Linked DNA regions of Zea mays: all the other regions are linked to region 1. Evidence: chromatin contacts called from public Hi-C data. All regions are on one chromosome and are shown on one strand. Each heading gives the region's core, a stretch centred on a gene start, on an enhancer-like site or on the middle of the called end of the contact. The rest is flanking DNA. Distances are from core to core; before and after follow the strand shown. Region 1 holds the start of LOC103653730 (very-long-chain 3-oxoacyl-CoA reductase 1-like). Region 2 has its middle 130 kb from the start of LOC542333. Region 3 holds the start of LOC100501619 (Ubiquitin-like superfamily protein).

Region 1 (3,404 bases), core at 225-2,724:
ATCTTTAACGAATCCTTCCGTTCTAAGATAGTTGACCAAGGGTTTGAAAATATAAGGTTCCATTCTAAATGATACCCTACAGTTCATGATATGTCCTTCAAGTAGCTCCCAAACATTTTCTTCCCTGGTCAACGCTGATGTATGCCTCAATTTCTTTTTACTATGTCCAAGATAGCCCAAGAGATGTAGGGAAGGGAGAATCAAAAGGAAGATGTAGTCATCATCCTCCTCCCTCCTAATGTGATCTCTGTTGCTCATGTCCATAGCAAAGCTAAAAGAAGCATCAAGAGGCATAAGGAAAACTAATTACTAGAGCTAGTTACGCATGTCATATAATTCAATTTCTTTAGGTTTTGGTTGGTACTTAGAAAACATGGGTCAAGCACTAGCACCCAGGATGGGGGATGCTCGTCCTCGCCGACTCTTACTAGAGCAGGGACAATTTGAAAAACAAGTTGTTAGATAATTAAACTGGTGGTAACTTTATCAAATTAAAAGTTCAGAATAGTGTGCTACCTTATCAAACAAACTACAACCAGAAAAATTCAGGTGCCTGTACTATTTGACACTCAGTTAGCCACAAAAAATGCATTAGACTAGCATTTCAGGAGGTGTGTGCCCTTCTTCAGAGTAAAGAAATACTGCTATCCCTACTGCCCACCATGCCAACCTCCTCCTTCTGCTGTTGCTATAAAACTCCAAGAGTCCTGTTGCATCTCTCGCTCACGACCAACGACATGAATCTGGAAGAGGTGGCGGCGTCCAAGTCCGGCAACAGCACGATGGCATTTTCATGGGAGCACGAGCCGCCAATCTGGTAAGAAGCAGGTCATCGCTGCCGACGGTGCACCCCTGCATGGAGGCTGTAAGCAGAAGAATGCTGACAAGCGCTAAGAAGCAGGCAATGCAAATGGACTCAACCTAAGAAACGTCGCGCGAGGTGGGGAGCGAGCGGCACACACGCATGTCGCACGAGCGAACAAACTCGACCCAAGAACCCTATCTAACAAAAGAGAGACCAACCGGAAAGAAGGCTGCTAGCATAGTAGAGGTTGCCGATGGCGGGGAGGATATCGCTGGCACAGCTGCCGCAGCTGCCGCTCGTATGCACCTCGTCTTCTCCGCTGCCGCCAATCCGGTGGCGGGGAGGATGTCGCCGGCGCAGCTGCCGCTCGTCTGCACCTCATGTTCTCCGCCGCCGCCAATCCACTGCTTGTATTTGTCGCTTACCTCGGATTTTTTTCTAGACCCTTCATAACATGGCTCTAATCCATAACCTGCTCGAAAAAAATTTAAATCTATGGGCTAGAATTTTAATGAACTTAACCGAACATGAGAAGTTTTAGACCTAAAAATTTTATTGTGCTAATCTGAATTTGTCCCCAATCCAGACATATCCGGCCTAGATGGGGACACCCGAACTAGGCTTATTTGTTCGACCTTAATCCCTCCTCCCCACCTGACCGCCAGCGCCAGCCGCGCGTGCGTTAATGCTGCCAGTGTCCGGCACGGCGCCACTCCTCGCTGGCGCGCCTCGGCTCGATGGGCAGCGAGCTGGGCACCCGTCATGCAGGCCGCCACTGCCTGCCAGCACCGCCGTCCCCATCGTCGTCAAGACTCTCCACAGTAACTACATCAGAGCCAAGTTGCGCCCGGTGCACCGCCGTGGACTCGGTTTGCCTCTGGTGTGCACCTGCTCCGGCCTCCGGAATCCGGATGCCTGATGCCAGCCAGTTCAGCCCTACCTGCGTGGCTGCGTCTGCATCTCTGCCGCTGCTGCTGTCTTCGCAGCTCGCAGGCCACGGTTCGTCTGCAAAACACTGGGCGGTGCCGGTGAGCCTACCAAACACGTCGATGAGTTTGACGTGTCCAAAGAGTGTGGGTACTTCGTTTTGAAACCCCCAGGCCATGTTGTTGTAAACCTGCGATCCATCCATTCAAAGGTTGCTTGCTACTTTGACTCGCATTCTTTGCTACACCGGACCTATATACATTTCTAATAAAACTACCACCACCAGAACTTCTTAAAAATCCAATTTGAAATCTGTCCGTCGATACGAACTCTACCAACGAGAGAGAATTTCTGTTCGTGTTCGGTTAGTCTTGGTACACCAGTTCCACCCACCACCAGAGAAAGCCCATCCCCGTTACTAATAAGTCCCGTCCAAAGCTCGACACCGCACCGCATCGACCAGCTACACGAATCAGACGGCGCCATGGCCGGCACGTGCGCCCACGTCGAGTTCCTCCGCGCGCAGCCGGCTTGGGCGCTGGTGCTGGCCGCCGTGGGCCTGCTCGTGGCCGTCCGCGCCGCTGCCCGCTTCGCGCTCTGGGTCTACGCCGCGTTCCTCCGCCCGGGGAAGCCCCTGCGCCGCCGCTACGGCGCCTGGGCCGTCGTGACGGGCGCCACCGACGGCATCGGCCGCGCCGTCGCGTTCCGCCTCGCCGCGGCCGGGCTCGGGCTCGTCCTCGTCGGCCGCAACCCGGAGAAGCTGGCCGCCGTGGCCGCCGAGATCAGGGCCAAGCACCCCAAGGTCCCCGAGGTGCGCACCTTCGTGCTCGACTTCGCCAGCGAGGGGCTCGCGGCCGGCGTCGAGGCGCTCAAGGACTCCATCCGTGGCCTCGACGTCGGCGTGCTCGTCAACAACGCCGGGCTGTCCTACCCGTACGCGCGCTACTTCCACGAGGTGGACGAGGAGCTGATGCGCAGCCTCATCCGGGTCAACGTCGAGGGCGTCACGCGGGTCACGCACGCCGTGCTGCCAGGCATGGTCGAGCGGAAGCGCGGCGCCATTGTCAACATCGGCTCCGGCGCCGCCTCCGTCGTGCCTTCTGATCCGCTCTACTCCGTCTACGCCGCCACCAAAGCGTGAGTTCCCCGGTTTCCTGCTCTCGAATTACTGCTTCCTGGCATCCTTGGCTATTTACTGGCTCGGTTGTTGGATAGATGGTGGTAGTGGTAGTAGGATTGATTGATTGAGAAAAAAAGGAGCATGCCTTTTTTGCCTGTCTGTACTTGGTTTGGGAACACTGGGATCGGGAATCAGAGAAAACGCCTTCAATGTGAACTCTTGGCTTGCGTGTTGGTCATGCCAGATTCTGATGGAATCATAGGGGGGAATTAGTTAGACACGCATTCAGATGCTACAACTAGTTGGGCTCTGAAATTCCATCAGTCTAGGATTACTTGAAATGTCCAGATCTGACGTATGATTCTTCTCCTTAGGGGAAATGAAAAGATAGGTAACTGCAATCAGTAAGCTACACATAAGCAAAGAACTTTGACGGTTAGGCGTACTAATTTTTGTATGTATTAGAACTAGAAAACTTATGTGATGTTCCTGTTGAGTTGGTCTAAAATGTCCATTCTGCTTGCAACTATTAAAACTCAGGGAATAGTTGGG
Region 2 (3,396 bases), core at 826-3,325, 210 kb before region 1:
TTTTCCATCTTCTTCTTCCCTTTCTTGTCGTCGTCCCTGTCACTATCACTTGTATATGGACATTTAGCAATAAAATGACTGGACTTACCACACCTGTAGCAAACCCTCTTGGAGCGGGGTTTGTAGTCCTTCCCCTTCCTTTGTTTGACGATTTGCCAGAAGCTCTAGATGATAAGAGTAATCTCCTTGTTGTCGAGCTTGGAGGCGTTGATTGGGAGTCTACTTGATGGTGTAGACTCTTCCTTCTTTTCTTTCATTGATTTGAATGCAACGGGTTGCACCTCGGGTGTGGAGGTGGCGCCTTGCTCCAAGTTGACAATATGTTTGGAGTCTTTGATCATAAGTTGAAAGCTCACAAACTTGCTGATTACCTCCTCGAGAGCCATCTGTTTATATCTAGGATCTACACGGATTAGTTGTACTTGAGTGGGATTACGAAAGACAAGTGATCTTAAAATAACCTTGACCATTTCATGGTCATCCCAATTGGTGCTCCCAAGATTGCGGACTTGGTTCACCATCGTCTTGAGCCGGCTGTACATTGCTTGTGGCTTTTCTCCTTTGTTGAGGACGGATCGATCAAGTTCTCCCTCGATCGTTTCGCGTTTGGTGATTTTGGTCACCTCGTCCCTGTAACAACTTTAATCATATTTTGGATAATTTAGAAAACTTTATCCTAAGGTTTAAAAAATTATGGTTTAAAACAAGATATTTAAATGAAGGATCCTCATATAAATTAATAGTTTCAATTAAGTACAGGTTCAGAAGTATTCTTCATAAGACTTAAATTGAATTATCTTTCCATAAAGAGCAAACGAAATAAATAATCATAAAACATTAAGTTTTGAATAATATTTTAATTGGACAAACAATATAACTCTTGAAAATTTAAAGTTCTTTGTGTGTGTGCAACACATTCGTATCATTTGAAATACAATAGTTAATATGAAATATAAAAATAATAAGTATATATTGCACGCATGTCAAGATTTTGGTTGCTGCATTTAGATCAGAATTTGAAACTCTGATTTGAATTCAAAATTTGGAATATGAAACTCTAAAGAGAAAAGAAAACAGAAAAAGGAAAAAGAGAAAATATGCACACCTCTCACTTGGGCCGAAATCCCCCTCGCGGCCCATTTTCGTGGTCTGCGTGGCCCAACCAGCCGAGCTCGTGCTCGGACTCACTAACAATCGGGGCACGCGTTGTCAGTCGCTATGGCGCTCGTGCCTGGGTGTTCCATCTCACCGCCAGGTGGGCTCCTGATCACAGCTTTATCATCCCCTTCTTCTGTTGATTGTTGAGCCTGTAACAACCCACCGAAGGCTGCGCATGGTCGCTTCCGCCGTGGATCTCGGCCACCCTAGGCGATGCGGACCCCTCCCACTCCTTAGGCAGCGAGTATAAACCCATGTCCAATGACCTCTTTGCCATCCGCAGACCTTCGAATCCAACATAAGAAAGAGAGAGGGGGAGAGAAGGGTGTCGCCGCTGAGTTCATGTCGTCACCATCGTTAGACTTGAGCTGAGCCACGAGAGAGCAAGCATAGTGGGGTGTAGCGATCCTCGTAGTGTCCCCGCAGATTGGGGCATGGCCGGGCTTCGACACCGTGGCTGGATTGACGCCTTGGGAGCAGCTAGGCCCAGGGATTCCACACCGGTGCTTGGGCATCGCCGTCGGGCCACCATGCATCATGGAGCCGCTGTGTCGCGTTGACCGGATCATCTTCGCCCGGACCTGAGGTGAGGAATCCACCACATCGTTAGACTTACCATTCTCTCCCTATACCACCAGCTAGGCTCAAGATTTGGACTCGGGAGCGAGGATAGGTCGTGCTCCGGCCATGGTGCCAGGGCGTCTATGCTGCCGCTTGGGGCGGTCGGTCGATGGATGATTGCCACACCGTGGGATCCTTGGTAGATGGCCAGGATTAGAAGTCTTGTTTACCTATTTGGGCATTAGATCCTGGACACCGAATCAAGATCGGAGGGCAGTCATAGCATACCGGTTCACCAGGGGATGAGATCTTATCTTGGCCGCTGATCTCGGCATCAATGGTGTTCAGCGCATACCGGTTCGGGTCTTGCCTTGATTTAATCTAGGCCATCCGAAATTGATCTAACGACCTCGAATAGAGTGTACCCCTTCATTGACGCAATTATGCGAAAGAGACCCTGTGGTTTTTATTATTTTTCCACAGTCCGCCCATATACGAGGATCATTACAAAGTAGTCCAAGTTCTTACAAACCAGACCCTAGACTTTTTAGTAATTTAACCCGCCGTCCTTTTCCTATTTAGTGATTAAAGAAATCCGAGAACTATGGAAAAATACATATGATAATCATTTCTAGTATAAAAGTTAATATAAAATGTATAAAGAACTTATAAAATTCATAACTTTTGTGTCTTAGCTCTAATTTAAGCCGTTCAATATTTGTTGGCTTCGTAACAAAATTTCCCACACTAGTAACATTGTTTAGTCATGTACCATGTTTTCAAAATTAATAAAGTACTCAATTAGCTTCTATAAATACAATGGACGAAGCAATCTTTTAATCTGGTATATGGTTATAATATGACGAAGATATAATTTCTAACTAATTTATAACTTAGAATAAGGTTCGGTAAAGTTATTTCTTTGTAATATCTTTATCACATGAATTATAGTCAACCTAAAACATAGTTTTGTTATTTAAACACATAACTCCTTAGAAAATTGTACCTTTTTAACCGTAACTCCGATTTTAGTGATTCTCGAACAGACGATCTCGTTACGACGCATAGAATATTACTATACAGTTTGTGCTTATGTTTGGTGTCATGTTAATTTTGCCTATACCATGTTTGTTTGTATTGCTACTGTAACACCCCTGGTGTTCCAAGAACTAAAACTTGGGCATGTCATCATATGCATTGACATTTCATTATGTATGCTACACCTAGAGTGCATCCACTAGGCTAAAATCTCAAAACAACCTTGTGGTGTGATGACTTGACTTGATCTTTCACCCTAGGATAGGGTAGTTACCCAAGGATTAGAAGTATGTGGGTGTCTGAGATAACAAATTGAGTATGATCTCAAAAGTTAGTGGAGATGTTCAAAAGAGACTAAACTTAGAGAGTTTGAGTGCCACTTAAACCCTAGAACACTTAAACCCTAATAAGGACTCTAGAAACCCTAATTATTGTTGTATGAGATGAGATCAATTTCTATACACTTTTGGACCAAAGTGCATATATCAAAGTGGTAGAGTAACAAAAATTAAGCAACTTTTCCATTTGGAGATTTTCAAGTTTTGTGGAACAAATTGGAGTAAATTGCAAAAAGTCTCAAAGGCACCCATATGGCTTAACTCTAAAAACAGTGAGATTATGTTGACTTTGGGTCCCTGT
Region 3 (2,959 bases), core at 346-2,845, 220 kb after region 1:
TGGGGAACAGGAACACAAGATACGTACGTACAATCTTTTCTCATGCCTATCCATGACCCACGCATGAATGTAGAGGAATGAGAGAGAAATGGCCATAAAAGAAACCCCAGCGCACTAGGCTTCAAATCACACTTGCAACAAGCTAAGCTAGAACATGATCAAAAGGCTCTCTCACTCTCATCTTCAGGGACCCTTAGCCCCTTCCATGGAGTGGCACTAAGAGTACGAGTGGACTAAGTAAGAGGGCTTCATAGAACAAAACCCTCGGATTCCGGATTATAAAAAATCTTCCAGGAACTAGAAGTACCTTCGAGATACTAAGTAGTAGTACGATCTTGTACTCTGTAACTAATAAGCAGTGGTAATAGTTAGCACGATAGCAAGCTGCGGTGCGGGTTACAATTGAATAAAAGAAGAAGGTCGTTTAGGGGGCTGAGAGAGCCCGGAGCTTCATGTCCTTGAGCGCCGGGTCCTCTAGAAGAAGGACCTTGTCCTTGTCCCTCACCCCAACCATGTGGAGGTGGTCGGTGTCATCCCTCTCTTTACCCCTGAACAACAGCCTCTGCTCCCGGGTCTTCAGTCCTGTCACCATGGACAGCATCACCTTCAGCTCCCCTACATTTTTTAGAGACAAGCTTGTTAATTACAACAGAGCTAAGAAGGACACTCTTTTAAATGGAGCTCAAACTGTCAAATAAACACGTCATTTAGACAACGATGGGAAAAACAGGATGAACCAAGGGTTCCAACATATGTGCAATTAATTTTGGCTGGTTCTAAGGCATCTGGCATATTGGCAGTCACTGCATTGCATGTATCAGCAGAAACATGACTGTTCGCTTGACTTTAATCTATATCAGCTTCTACTACTTCTGTAATATTTTTGTTTTTATAAATTACAGCTGCATAAATCTAAGCAGGCTGCTTTAATTCGAAGCGAACAGTCCGGACCCTGAGTGCATCCAGCAACTACCAAACACCTACTCCCATAGTCCCATTCACTGATGAGGAGGAACATAGCTGGATCTTTTTCTATTACTCCTACCCTTTTTTTCTCTCCTCATATAATAAGGATTCGATTCAGGAGGAAAGCTAAACAATTTCAATGGAAACTTGCAAGGAGGAACTAGCTATATGTGTGAAATCAAGTTCCAAGAACAAACGTGCTGCTGCCAATGTATCAGCACTTCAGCAGCGCCAGAAAATATGTACTACGTGTAAAGGGAATCCACCCATCGATCGAGCGAGAACGAGACGGAGAGAGAACCGAAAGACTGGCCGGAGCAGTGTACTCACCAAAAGTGGAGGTGGCTCCAATGGACACGTGATGCCAGGAGAAGCCGGTGGACACCCTGACCGTGACCGTCTCCTGGCCGCCCCTCCCCTCCTCCCTCTTCTGCACCAGCATCCCGCCGGGCCTCACCTCCCACTCGATCTCCCCTGCGCCGCCGCCGCCATTGTCGCCCCCACGAGGGGCCGCCTGCTGCTTGGACGAGGAGGAGCTCCTCTTGAAGAGCCTCTTGGAGTACCTCAGCTTGATCATCATGGCTGCTGGTTCCTGCTTGTGTGTCCCGCAACCGGTTTGAGGCTCTGTGGTGACTCTGGTGCCAGTGCCAAGGCTGTGTGCGCGTGTGGATATATATATAGGGCGGCGATCGAGGACCGGCGAGGGGGGGCGCGGCGGTTGCAACTTGCACAGGGGGGCTGGCAGGATGGCTTTAGAAGCGTGCCGTGCGTGTTGTTTAAAGTCCAGGGCCGGCGAGTCCAACAACGCCGCGGCATGCAATCTCTGCACAAGTCCAGAGTTAGCGCGGGGCCCAAAATGAATTCTTTTTAAGAAAAAAACAGACGAGGGCAAGCATGTTGCCCTTATAGACCTCGAAATGCTTCGAAACTTGCCTTGCGTGGAGGTCTATTTGTTGGTCTGCACATGGGAGGGTGACCAGGAATGATGAGAGGGCCTCGGATTGCGGCGAAGGACTGGATGATTGGCGGGATGGTCGGTTGCGTTTCTCTTTACGTTGTTTAAGGACCGCTATATAATAATGAAATGAAAGTACAGATAAAACGTTGTTGTTAGGGCATGTACAGTGGAGAGACACCAAAACGGTTCTCCAAGCACAGGAAACAAGTAAGAGACTCTATTGTACAATGGAGTGTCTATAAACGTAGTCTATTAATAAATACAGAATTAAATGTATTTGTATAGCATCAGATCGATAGAACAGACGACAAATTCGTACAGTGGGAAGTGAGGCGTCTGTTGCTACTTGGTTTACGAGCCAGAGGCGTCTCTTCACGGAGAGACGACTCTAAGATTTTTTTAAAAATAACCCCCTTAAACACCTTAATAGCCTCCACATTAAACACCATTGTACATGCCCTTAAGGGCATGTTTAGGATAGCTTTACTTCAAAAACTTCAACTTTAGTTTTCTAGCTTTACTATAAAATAACTCCAGCAAATTGTTAAGGTGGGTTCTAATAGCATTTGGCTTGCATATGGACTCTATCTTTTATAGTATAATTGATTTGTCTGAGTTTTCTTGATTACCCTTCATAATTAGTGGGTTGTCGCGAGAGAGAACGCAAGTTGTATGTTGTATAATCAGTGGGATGGTGGATAATTTTCGTATAGCTTTATGAAGAGATATAAAAATAGTATTTTTGAATCACCTTTTAAGGAGCTTCATGAATTTGATGAAACTTACTTCTAATTTCGATTTTTAAAAAGCTAGAGCTCGTGAAGCTGGACCTGTTTAAATGGAATAAGTTGGAACCAAGTTGAAATTCTTAAAGTGAAGCTCTCCCGAACAAGGTCGGCTTAACGAAGAGTTTCGTATGGCCGACCTGACGATGATGCCAATCACAATGAGCCTGATTGGATGACCGCGCGCGCGTCCATGCGCAGGCTGGCACTGTCCCGACCAGATAGATACGATAATTTTGAGTGTATAAGT

Evidence for each region. Hi-C and Micro-C count contacts between places; a contact is called where the count stands out from the background.
Region 2: a Hi-C map of tassel shows a contact between it and region 1, with 2.6 times the contacts expected there. The contact joins the enhancer-like site here to the promoter of LOC103653730 in region 1. A contact is called at or near these places in 3 of 25 Hi-C or Micro-C datasets (ear, endosperm and tassel).
Region 3: a contact with region 1 is called in a Hi-C map of tassel, with 2.8 times the contacts expected there. The contact joins the promoter of LOC100501619 here to the promoter of LOC103653730 in region 1. A contact is called at or near these places in 3 of 25 Hi-C or Micro-C datasets (ear, leaf and tassel).

What each region holds. Positions count from the first base shown.
Region 1 is chr4:137,754,811-137,758,214 of Zm-B73-REFERENCE-NAM-5.0, reverse strand. LOC103653730 (very-long-chain 3-oxoacyl-CoA reductase 1-like) reads left to right here and starts at 1,474. Exons shown (of 3, transcript NM_001301522.1): 1 at 1,474-2,869. The coding sequence starts at 2,217.
Region 2 is chr4:137,969,995-137,973,390 of Zm-B73-REFERENCE-NAM-5.0, reverse strand. No RefSeq gene overlaps it. Among protein-coding and RNA genes, the nearest start is that of LOC542333, 130 kb to the left of the region's middle. Within about 2 kb of position 2,075, at least 18 of the 20 cell types and tissues checked have an H3K27ac peak or open chromatin away from gene starts, as enhancers often do. A contact at or near this core is called in ear and tassel, where this site is marked.
Region 3 is chr4:137,539,041-137,541,999 of Zm-B73-REFERENCE-NAM-5.0, reverse strand. LOC100501619 (Ubiquitin-like superfamily protein) reads right to left here and starts at 1,595. Exons shown (of 2, transcript NM_001196302.1): 1 at 1,297-1,595; 2 at 1-615. The coding sequence starts at 1,546. The coding sequence ends at 425.